4 separate regions of the Mus musculus genome follow, and regions 1, 2 and 4 are each linked to region 3. A link is a contact called in public Hi-C and promoter capture Hi-C data. All regions are on one chromosome and are shown on one strand. Each heading gives the region's core, a stretch centred on a gene start, on an enhancer-like site or on the middle of the called end of the contact. The rest is flanking DNA. Distances are from core to core; before and after follow the strand shown.

Region 1 (3,008 bases), core at 433-2,932, 3.8 Mb before region 3:
AAAGGCAACACAGTTTAAACACACAGCCAAGTGGACACATTCAGTAATCTCCTAGCACTACAAATAGCATATGAGCTTGAAGGTGCTCTGAAAAGCACGTTGTCATAAGACCTGTGGACAGGTTATTACTGTGCCCAATGACCTTAAGCATTAGAGTGACATGATGTTTGGTGTCCGCTGGAAACTTGACAGAATCTAGAATCACCTGGGAGATGGCCTATTGACATTGCCTTCAAAGGATTATCTTGCTTCTGGTAACTGAGGTGGGCAGGGCCATTCCATGGGCTATATGCAACAAAGGCATGATAAGCATGCCTCTCACTCTATTTCCTCACTTCTGGTTTATTGTGACCAGCTGCTTCAAGCTCCGGTCACTAGGTATGAGCCAGCGTAAACTCCATTTCCCTTAAGTTGTTTTGGACCAGTCATTTATCACAGCAAGAGGAATAGGTTGAAGAAAAGTAAAATTGTCATGTACATTTTTGAGAGATTTTTGTGCACCATAGGCATATGCCCCTAACTTATATGTAAAATTAGGGGCTAGTAACTAATGGACCAGAGTGGAAAAGAATGAACGTTTGTTCATTCAAGTGGTATTTACTGAGTCCTACAAATACTCATGGAGCCTTAGTGTTCTTCTTGGTAGACTACTTTTTTCTCTTCTTCAAAAGTTGCAGCAACAACGGAGTGAATCAGAAAGGTGGTTTAATGTTAACAAGATATTTAGAACAGAAATGTTACAAGGTGATTAGGCTGAGAACTTGTTACCTATGGAGTAGTGAAGTTAAAGGTGTCACAGGCAACAAGAAGCCAGGATTCGTGAACTTTTCTGACAAGAGAACTAGTCGGCTCTGGGGTGGGTTTAAATTAATTTGTGAGGTCTAGCTGAGGTGTTTGGCTAAATGTACTATTTATTCTGGAAGAACTTTTGTTCTTTCTCTGAAGTAGAATGGCGGGCCATATGGTGAGTAATGTGGTCATTACACTGCAGTGTGACCTTTCTCGCAATGTAAATTACCAACAGCTCTTTTCTAAACCAGTTGACTCATTGTGTCAAAGAGTCAAGAGACAGCTACCTTTCAGAATTACTGTGTCCATTAACTGTACGAAAAGGGATATATGCACTTGCTCAATCAGTAGTAGCTTTGTCCCTGGGCCACTGTGGTGCCAAGAGAAAGGAACAATTTCATTACCAACACAATGGTCTCGTGTGACTACCATTACTAATGGACCCTAAATCAAATATTAAAGCGAGGTCAAGGGGTTTTCCTTCGCAGCCTACTTTGGCTGCGAAAGCACGGACGTGCCTGGAGGGTCTTCCCTGAGGTTATGCAGGAAGCTCTGCAGCTGACTGAACAGACCAGGTAGCTGCTGTTCACAAGTCACCACCGGCTTCCCGGCGGCTGCCCCGCCCCCTTTCCGGCTCTGGCTCCACCTCCTCTCCCTTATTGGTTGGCGTGCCTCTCCGCCTGACCGCCTGGAAGACCCGGAGGAGCGGAGTGGCCCCTAGGCGGGCTGGGCGCGCGCTCGCTGCGCATGCTCGAGGGCAGCTGGATTCCCGGTCTGGACCAGAGGCTCAGAGCGGCCCCGGCGGGGAGGCGCGCCCGTGCGCGGCAGCGGCAGCGGAGTCGCGAGCACGCTGCGCGCTCCCGAGGAAGGGAGGTGTAGGCCGGGGTGGGTGGGGGGAGGGCCGGGTGTCGGCGCGCTTGGCGTGCGGGATCCGAGTGGCTGCGGGCGGCCTGAGCTGCCCGGCCGACGCCTGCTGCGAGATGGCGATCTTGGGCGCGGAGGGCTGAGGAGGCGCCGCCGCGGTGGCTGCGGGCCCCGGGAGCCGCAGCTTTGCGCGGGTAAGTACAGCGGGGCTCTGGAGGGCGGCCGGGCCGGAGTTCGCCGGGGTGGGGTCGCCGGGCTTGCCCCGAGCTGGCCCTGGCACCGGCCTGTGCGGGTGACACCGGAGCCCGGCGAAGTGGCTCGGTGACTGCAGTGCTCAGCCTCCTGACCGGCGGCTTGCTGGCGTCCCAGCTTCCCCGCCTCAGAACTGCTGCCCTGACTTTCACCCGGATCCCACCGGCGCGAGCCGGGACGCCAGCCTCAGAACGTCCTTTTCTGACACGTTTTTAGCATTCAGCTTTTTTTTTTTTTTCACTGACTCCGCACCTCCTCTCACCAACAATCTTAATCTCCACCTTTGGTGACCTGGTAGGTTCAAGTGACCTTGCAAAATTTTCTAATCCTCATCTCGTGATTTGGGTCCTTTTCCTTTAAATCTTCTTTTAAAATGTAGTATTGTTAGGATTTGGTACTTTGCCCGTCGCCTTTAGCCTTTACAGTCCTTAAATGATCAGTTTGTGGCTTAGGGCTGTATGGCTTTCTACTCATCGGTTTGGAGTTGTAAGTTCTTTTGCTCTAAGCGATTCCTCTTCATTATTACCAAAAAGAAGGTGTATCTATTATGCTTTTGAAATATTTTACTCGTCCACCATAAAATATTTCACAAATGTCTGTGTTTTCCCTGTTAATGTTTCATCTTTTTGTGTGCATAAAATTGAATTCCTCCCCCTAAAATGCCGCTACTTAGAGTTATGGAAAAAAATGCCAGAGTTACCTTCCCACTCCCCATTTGGTGTTTTTTTTACCCCTGATGAAATACCCTGTTCACAGTTGTCTGTAGGTTTCTGTAAGAGTTTTTGCTTATGTATAAATCCACTTAACATGTCTCACCAAGTCTGTATGTAACTGCTAGTAAAACTCTCCTTTTAAAAAAGACATTCTTTCATTTATCTAACTTCCTTGAGCCATAAAACTATGTGCTTAAGCTGACTGAAAATTACCATTTTTTAAATAACTAGTTAACATTTTAAATTCAAAGATAATGTCCAAGTGTTGGAGCTGTTGAAATTGAGATGCTTGAGAAATGTGACTTAGCTCTTTGAGACATAGATTATTAACATTTCCAAATAATTCTTCACGTAAAATGTAGAGCTGCTTTTAAGACACTGTACTTTTGA
Region 2 (2,872 bases), core at 141-2,640, 3.6 Mb before region 3:
GAGGGGGCATGATGCAACTATCCCATTTAGGGGTATGCTTTCCTTAGTCTCACCCTCTGTGCCTTGGACATTTGCGGGACTCTGTTCACCACGGCTGCAAACAGAAGCTGCTCTGATGAGAGCGGAGAGGTGCATTAATCTATGAGTTTAACGAAAAGCCATTAGGAGCTGACTTGATACTCTGTCCATTGAGCAGAATATTTATAGTAGATTCTCCCCTGGGTCTGTGACCTGCCTAGCTGTTGTTTTTGCCTCGATAATAGTGCCAGGTATGGATTTCATTTTGTGGAGTGGAGTGGAACTTAAATCCAATCAGAAAGTGGTGAGTTATTTCCATGATATTCCTGCCACTATTGCACAAAGGGCATGTCTTTCCAGGCTGCTCATCACTGGCGCTCTAGGGTTCACTGCTGGGTAAGACTGAGATGACCTTTCTCCTCTGGAAGCTTACATATCACATTCCATTCTTTAGTCCTTTCTATTGAGTGTCCCCCCCCCCCCCCGCCTTTTTCCCCTCACCAATGTAAGTGAAGTAACTTTTGTAATACTGTTCGTTTGTCTTTGTTGATTTTTATCCCATTTTTTTCCAGCAGATATTTTAAATTTTCATTCAATAGAAGGATGTGACTTTGAGTACCCATCACCATAGGCATTTTGAGATTAGCATAATCTGATGACTTTAGGCAAATTGAACAACTGTTTACCTACCACATTTCACAGTATTTTCTTGCACCATTCTTATGAAAAGGCACGTGGCGCTAAACACATAACAAAGCTTTTGTGACGACCAAATAAAATAAATATATATTAAATAAAATAAGCATGTAAAATTACTCTGGGAAGGTGTACGCTCTACAGAAGGATGCTTAAGAGCTGGCATTTCACACTATTTCCTTGTCCAGATCTGTTTTCTTTCTTTATTTTTTTAAGGTTTATTTGTTTTGCTTTGCATGTATGAATGTTTTGCTTGCATGTTTGTACACACACACACACACACACACACACACACACACACACACATACACACACACCTGCCTGCTGCCTTGGGGAGATCAGAAGAGAATGCCAGATCCTCTGGAATGTGCTAGATGTTTGTGAGCTACAAACCGGGAACTCTGCAAGAGCAACAAGTGCTCTTCACTTCCGAGCCCCCCCCCCCTCCCCCCCAGACCAGATCAGATATTTTACTGCCTAAAGTCAATTACGGGTTTTGTAAGAATTCTTTAAAAGGTCAGCGGGTTGAGGCGCAGCAAAGAAAACTGGGAGTGAAAATGGGTTGAAATGGGTTGGGCAGCAAGCTCCCTATCAAAAGCAAAACTTCACCTTGGTCCCGCCCACAAGCTCCGCCCTCGCCCCTCCGCTCCGGGACTCCGCCCACGAGCCCCGCCCCTCCGCGGTCCAGCCCTCAGGTTCCAGTAAAGCCCCTGCGGTCCTGCCGCCTTGCGGTGCTCCTCGCTGGCTCTCCACCCTCACTCGACTTCTGCGGCGATATAGCACGTGAGTGCGTGACTTTTCCCAGCTCCGGAGCCGTGTGTCCCAGCCCAAGCCTGCAGCCTCCCGGGAAGCGGGCCGGTCCCGGGCGGGAAGACTTAGGGCCCTCAGGCTTCCATGGCCCGTCCCTCCGGGCCCCGGGCGCTGGAAGTGCTCCGTGGGTTTCCGGTGCCCACTCTGGGGACTCCCGAGTGTCGCGTGCTGGGTCCGCGGCCCGTGGAAGTCCGGGGCTGGGGGTCAGCCTGGGGGCCGCGAGCGCCTCCTGGGCCTGCGGCTCGCGCACCTGAAGAACCCTGCCGGGGATCCGCGGGCCTCGAGTGGAAGGGCAGGGTGGGGCGAAGGGTTACAGCCCCGAAATCTCGGTCCCGCTCAGCGGGGAAAGATTGGTGAACCAGACGAACCGGTCGTGTGGGGGAACGGTGGAGGAAAGGCTGCGTGCTGAGGGAAAAGGTGCTACTGAATTCGGTGCAAAGCTGGGCCTGGGTGAAGTCCTAGCAAGCTCCTGCACCTGTGTCCAGGGCTTTGGGCTCACTGCACACGCGACGCGAAGGAAGGGCAGTGCCACTTACTTGTTTTGCAGTCAGAAACTTGAGAGCATAGTGACCGTTAGTGTTGGCGCTAATGCACTTGACTGCGATCAGCTTTTGTTTCTTTCTGTTGTGTTTGTGGCCGCCAATAATCAGAGGGTGAAGTAGGATTAAAATAACCAGTGGTTTGCAGTGACCCACAACCTCTGTGTTAAGACCATTTTTATATATAGTTAGCTCACAACAAGCATAAATGCGACTATTATCTTTTTCACTCCTCAGGAAACTGGAATTAATTTATGAAACTTGGCACCTCTGAAAGTGGTAGCATTAGGTTTCGATTGTGGTCTGTACTTTTTTTTTAATACTTTACGATTTACAAAAGTAAGTGAATCTTATTTCACAAGAAAGGCAGTGACTATCTGTCTAGTTTCAAGTATGTTCTGAGGTTTTGTTATCTGTCTAACCTTTGGGTGGGATGCCCAACCCTTTATGGTGTGTTTCTACATTTGTAAAATGGATATAGCACTGATGTGTCAGAGTGGTGAGGGCTAAATAAAATGTTTGTAGATCACTCATCGAAGTGTCTGATACATAAATAACGATAAGATAAATGATGATGGTAGTTGTAGTGACAACAGTGGATTCTCAGAATCTATCTGCTTTTCAACACTCCCCCTCACCCTGCCCCCTCTGTTTTGAGAATATTTTTTAAAAGGCGGCCCCTTTTGGCTGATGAGTTGAAAAATGCACCCCACTCGAGCCTGAAAATCTAGTGCCTCATCTCCAAGATTGGACCATGCAGAAGCTCTCTTAATGAGACAAAACTGAATTTCTGGTTTTTAGATTAAAAC
Region 3 (2,775 bases), core at 42-2,541:
AGTTAAGTACTGTCAATGAGATTTCTGTTTGCTTTATTTCATTTTTGAGAGGAAGTCTCACTACGCTGCCTAACTAAGCTGTCCTCAAACTCAACGTCCACCAGCCTCGGCTTCTCAGGAGCTGGGATTACAGGCAGGAACTATCACACTCAGTTTAGCAGAGAGGAACTTGAACGGTTTCAAGGTAGATACATAAATATTCTGTGAGTTTCTACTGTAACCACCTTACTTGAAAACTAATCCCTTAGCGTCTGATTCCGAAATGCATCTCTGATATTGGTTCTAGAAGCATATTTTATTCTGCTATCATGTTAATAAAGTGCTACCCAGGTGAGTACTGAACTACAGCCTAAAAGCACATGAGAGGCGCTCATGTAGCTCGCAGGCTTCAAACTTAGGTAGTTGATAACTTTTAACTCCGGATCCTCCTTCCTCCACCTCCCAAGTGCTGGGATGCCTGCGCCACCACCTCTAGAAAATTTCTATTTTACAGACACTCATAGACTTAGCTAGGCTCAAGGCTAATTATTCAGAGTCCTCTAAGTTGCGTTCTATCCTTGCAGTGCCCCAACCCACATAGATAATCTTTCAGACTTTATCCTTCCCCTTATACTGTTAGTAAACTGCATCTTCTTAAAGTTCCCCGCAAACAAGATAGAGTCGCAGGCAAGTGCATAATCTCCCATCACCAGTGACTAAATAAGGAGACAACCACTTAACACGTGATAACTTTCACTGCGTAAAAAAATGTGTGGGCGGAGGACTCTTCCCCGAGGGGAAATTCTGAAAACTTTAAAGCGGCCCCGTGGTGTCGCGTGATTTCTCCTAACTACGCTCCGGTCTGCGTGCGTCCCCAGCCTTGGCTGGGCGCCTGGGCAACTCCGCGTGGTTCTTCCCCTCGGTTCGCAGCCTAGCTGGAGCCGGTCTAACCTGGGCACGCACACCCCAACGCCCGAAGTACGGTGGGCTGCCATCCCGGTTCCCACCACCCAGCTTCCGTGTCCAGTCAGCCCCGGCCGCCTAGGCGTCCGCCGGAAGGCGAGAAGGACGGACCGGAAGCGCAGGCGCGCTCTACTGCTTCCCAGCCCCCACCGCCCCGCGGCCGCTCCCGGGAAAGAACTCCCCGCCGCCTCCTTAACGCGCCTACCTGGAGCCGCACCGGCGGCCGGGAGCAGCTTCCACATGGGGCCGGCGTCTCAGAACCCCGCGACGTGCGACGCCAACCGCAGCTGCCCAGCCTGCGCGGTCACCGGGCTGCACCGGCGCGGGCTCCGGGACGTGCGCGTTCCCAGGACTCTGACAAGTTCTTCGGAAAGGCGGGAACCGGCCAGAGCGCGCCGCTGACGGGGGCGCCACCTAGTGCTGAAGATGCAGCAGTGCAGCGCGGAAAGCGTCCTGGCAGGAATGTGATGGACCGAACTGGACGCTTTAATCAATGAACTGTGATGTTTAAAAAGCTCGGAAGTAATGTGGATTTTAAACTAGATGTATCAAAGTGCTGTTGAGTGTATTATTTTCTGTATTTTCAAAAGTTACATCATGTGTAGTATCAGTCAAGATGAAGATTTCATGTCAAAATATGTTTAATCTTTTCCACTGTATCCTGAGTGTATTATACCAGAACCATGTTTACATCTTTATACAATGTCAGGATTTACTGAATAACAATAAGTCCACAAGCTTTTTGCCAAGTAGTCCCAATTTCCCTTAATAGTTGACCACTGGCAAACAGTTTTTTTTTAAAGATTTATTTATTTATTATATGTAAGTACACTGTAGCTGTCTTCAGACACTTAAGAAGAGGACATAACAGATGGTTATGAGCCACCATGTGGTTGCTGGGATTTGAACTCATGACCTCTGGAAGAGCTGTCAGTGCTCTTAACCGCTGAGCCATCCATCTCCCCCCACTTTTAATTATGTATTTATTTTATGTATATGAGTACACTGTAGCTGTCTTCAGCCACACCAGAAGAGGGCATCGAATCCCATTACAGATGGTTGTGAGCCGCCATGTGGTTGCTGGGAATTGAACTCAGGACCTTTAGAAGAGCAGTTAATGCTCTTCACCACTGAGCCATTTCTCCAGCACTGACAAATGGGTTTTTTAATCCAGTTGTAATATTAATAAATCATACATTAAGGGTGTGTGTCCATTAAAGAATGACTTCAACTTCTGGGTGTGGTGATGCACACCTTTAATCCCAGCATTCGGAAGGCAGAGGCAGGTGAGTCTCTGAGTTCAAGGCCACCCTGGTCTACACAGAGAAATCCTATCCAAAAAAAAAAAAAAGAATGACTGCAATAGAGTTACAGAAACACAGCAAGAGACATCAAAGGATCTGGGAAGCTAAAGTATGGAGCTGAAACAGCTACAAGCAGAGTAGATGAGCTCTTACAGAGCATGAATGCATCATTGTTTTGATTGTCAGCACAGAAATCTTCCCACATAGTTGTAATTAACTGTTAGATTACATGTGATATATAGGAAAATGTAAGTGATATTTAAACAGTTGTCTGGTTCTATTGTTTAAAGAAAAATAATCTATACATGTTCTGCAGAAATACTTTTAAAATAGTATTTTTGGTCTGTGTTTGCTAGAATCTGGAAACACATAGAATCTAACACTTAGTGGACAATCAACCATTTACGCTAAGGGACCTCTTCCTTTATATGCAACATAGAGAGCTGAGCTTGAAAATTAAGCTTGCTGTTGTTTTGTTTTGTTGGGAGAGTCTCATTATGTAGCCATGGTTTGCCTGGAACTCTATGTA
Region 4 (3,001 bases), core at 481-2,980, 4.1 Mb before region 3:
TCTCCTGTCATCTTTTAATTTTTTTTTCTATTCGCTAGATCCACAAACGCAATTCACTACATATGTTACATGACTCAACTTGAAGAATCTACCCATCTATGGAAATAGCTTTGAAGGAAGGGTTCCAAATATTAGTAAGCCACCCACTTGAAAACCGGACCACTCCTGAATACATAAAACAAGTTTCTAGTTTCTCTTTAGTGTTCAACTTCAAGGAAGAAAAAAATAAGATAAATGTCAAATTCCTACATTTGTCTACCTATAAATTTCTTTTGTCAACTTTAACTACAGGCTGATTTCTCCTTGGATGCTATCAAATGTCTGACATGAATGCAAACCAGTTTTACCCTGATTGAAACATAAATATGCCAGACAGAAACAATGTCACGATTTGGCTGAGATAAAATGAATATTCAAATCCTCAAAGTCGATGTTGATACTTGATGCTAAAAATGGCAAAGTCCAAGTCCAGGACACACTTTAGTTTCTTACCTATTTCATGTGTGTGTGTATGTGTGTGTGTGTGTGTGTGTGTGTGTGTGTGTGTTGTATCTTCATGTATGTCCTGGAGCAAAGAAACGTAAGTTTTACCTGTGTGCAGAATTTCTGGGATTGGAAAGGCAGGGAAAATGGTGGAAACACAGGTCAGGAAAAGCACCCATCACCCTGAAATCTGACTAAATCCTCTCACCAGTTAACACTCAAGAGTAAACTAACATTTTTAAGGTCTTTCTCCCTTCTCTGTTATTTCCTCTGATATTTCACTGGAAACTTCATGTACAGTAAAAGACACATACTAACCCCTTGTGCAACACTAGTAGCTCCTTGCTCTTATCTTATTCAAGGCACCTCTGCAGCCGTCCTATAATCTTAATTATCATTATGGACTACGAGAACAGGAATAAAGAGTGAGATCCTCTGGAAACTTCTTGAACTACGAAATTGAGCACTAGGTCAGCCGAGGTGGAGTCTTCTCTGAGAAACCCACAGCACGATTTCTCCTCTGCTTCCTTCTTAACTTGAGCTCTTCTCTTCCTACTTCTGATACATCCTAGCTTGGTTCACACTGACTGTCCTTAAAATTCTTTTCCCGCACGGAAACCTCAAATCCTGGGTTTGCCTCAACTGTGGTTCCTAAAAGTTACGGGACCGCCTCTAGCTGCTTTGGGTGCCAAGTAGTAGCGAAGAGCTGAGCCTTCATTGGGATCCCGATCCTCCAGATGCAGAGGTCTCTAGAAGGACATCAGCATAAGGTCCCATTGATGAGAAGCGCGCCGCGGGGTCTGCACCGCTGAGAAACAGAGCGCCTCGCAGACTACCGGTCCGCAACACCTGCCCCAAGCCTCCTTACCGATGATGGGCCTCTCGGAGCCATGGTTGTAGGGTCTGGACATCCCGGGACTTGAAAGCCCGCATAGTAGCAAACCCAACAAGCACAGCAGGTAGCCCAGGTTCGCCATCGCGATCGCAATCGCAATCCGGCCTCCGCCCCCACTTAAAAAGGTTCTTCAGCCAGGCGCGCGCCCGGCGGCCAGGTTGGGGCGCGGTCTCGCGGCCTGGGCGGTGCCAAGCTCGAGGGCGCGCAAGGCCGCGCCGCTCAGGCCTCTGGGAAGTGCAGTCCGGGTGCTTGCGGTGCGGAGCTGGGCGGGCCGGGCGGGGGCGGGGCCGGGGGGCGGGCCGGGGGGCGGGCCGAGGCGGGCCGGGGGCGGGCCGAGGCGGGCCGGGGGCGGGCCGGGGACAGAAGGCTCTGGGAGCGTGCTCCAAGCTTGTCCATCGCCCAACGCGCGACCTGCAACTCGCATCCCGCGGCCCAGCGAGTGGCACGCGCGCGAAGGCAGCTGTGGAGACCTCTGAATGCTCCCTGTGAACTCTTATGTGGCCTGGCGAGGTCACCTACACCAAGTGGATACGACCACCCCGGGACCTGATGGCGAGCTCGGGTCCCACCTGGCTCTGTGCGGTAACCAAGCAGCAAGGCCCGCAAGGTTCTAGAAGTTACCAGAGAACTATGCTGCATAAACGCATAGGTTTTCTGGCTTTGATATCCTGACAGCATTCGATGTTAGGACAGGGGTTCACTTCCGAAAAACCACTGATAACATATTTATTTGGGCACAAGGATGTCTGGAGGAAGTAAAAAGCACAGAGTACTTAGAGTACTTGTGTCTCCCTTTCCTTTAGAACCCTGTCAAGGGAAGGGGCTGATTCTTGCCACCTAGCCCCCCAAAAAACAATACCAGGCCACACTCGATACAAAGTGCTTGATTAACTTCGCTGTTACCAGCAACCCCAGAAAACCACTAGTATCTTATAAAATGATAAGAGCAAAGCTAAGCAGTTAAAAACTCAGGTTGACTAATATATTTTGAATGTTCAAATGCATGCACTCATAGCCAGCAGCACAAGGTAAGTTTCTTCCTATCAAGGTTCAACTAAACTCCAGGTTAAAATAGAAAATCTGTTGAAGATGAAACGGTATTTTGAATGGTGTTATTTGTGTAAGAGGTATACAATTTAGGGGGAAAAACATACAATGTGACTTGTGGAAAACTAGTGACAAGGTTCTGGCATTCATCAAGAAATGCAATACATTGTTTAGTTTAGCAAGACTATTGTAGACTGGAGTGTCGAAAGATATTGAGAAAATGCAAAGCAGGATTGAGCCTGAGTTGATAAGGATCTATTGCAAATATGCATCCATGCCTCTGGAGCAGCATCTATCCACAAAGGAGGAAAATTATCTGCTATTATTCACAAAAATAAAATCCAGATAGAGAAAAGATACAAAGGGGAAAGGGGAAATACTAGACTTTGGTATGAAAATATAAATTATATGTGTATCCATTCATAACTTTGATGGTCAGATGTTTTCATAAGATATCAAGTTTTATGAACATCATAAAACATTTAAAAAATCAAGTATTAATGAAAAACGAATGGGTTTGGCCATGTTAAATTTTAATAGTTCTGATAGCTTATCAATTATTTTTAACTGTTTTAG

What was found. Promoter capture Hi-C pulls out the DNA fragments that hold promoters and counts their contacts. Hi-C and Micro-C count contacts between places; a contact is called where the count stands out from the background.
Region 1: a promoter capture Hi-C map of pre-B cells shows a contact between it and region 3. The contact joins the promoter of Wwp1 here to the promoter of Nbn in region 3. A contact is called at or near these places in 3 of 39 promoter capture datasets (cranial neural crest, maxillary cranial neural crest and pre-B cells) and 1 of 484 Hi-C or Micro-C datasets (CD4 T cells).
Region 2: a promoter capture Hi-C map of pre-B cells shows a contact between it and region 3. The contact joins the promoter of Cpne3 here to the promoter of Nbn in region 3. A contact is called at or near these places in 4 of 39 promoter capture datasets (the C10 cell line, cranial neural crest, maxillary cranial neural crest and 1 more) and 1 of 484 Hi-C or Micro-C datasets (the G1E-ER4 cell line).
Region 4: a contact with region 3 is called in a Hi-C map of rod photoreceptor, with 5 times the contacts expected there. The contact joins the promoter of 4930598A11Rik here to the promoter of Nbn in region 3. A contact is called at or near these places in 1 of 39 promoter capture datasets (pre-B cells) and 1 of 484 Hi-C or Micro-C datasets (rod photoreceptor).

The regions. Positions count from the first base shown.
Region 1 is chr4:19,707,678-19,710,685 of GRCm38.p6, reverse strand. Wwp1 (WW domain containing E3 ubiquitin protein ligase 1) reads left to right here and starts at 1,682. Exons shown (of 25, transcript NM_177327.5): 1 at 1,682-1,847.
Region 2 is chr4:19,568,626-19,571,497 of GRCm38.p6, reverse strand. Cpne3 (copine III) reads left to right here and starts at 1,390. Exons shown (of 16, transcript NM_027769.3): 1 at 1,390-1,497.
Region 3 is chr4:15,956,483-15,959,257 of GRCm38.p6, reverse strand. Nbn (nibrin) reads right to left here and starts at 1,291. Exons shown (of 16, transcript NM_013752.3): 1 at 1,148-1,291. The coding sequence starts at 1,184.
Region 4 is chr4:20,040,633-20,043,633 of GRCm38.p6, reverse strand. 4930598A11Rik (a long non-coding RNA gene) reads left to right here and starts at 1,730. Exons shown (of 2, transcript XR_881147.2): 1 at 1,730-2,406. It overlaps Ggh (gamma-glutamyl hydrolase), which reads right to left and starts at 1,582. Exons shown (of 9, transcript NM_010281.2): 1 at 1,352-1,582. The coding sequence starts at 1,460.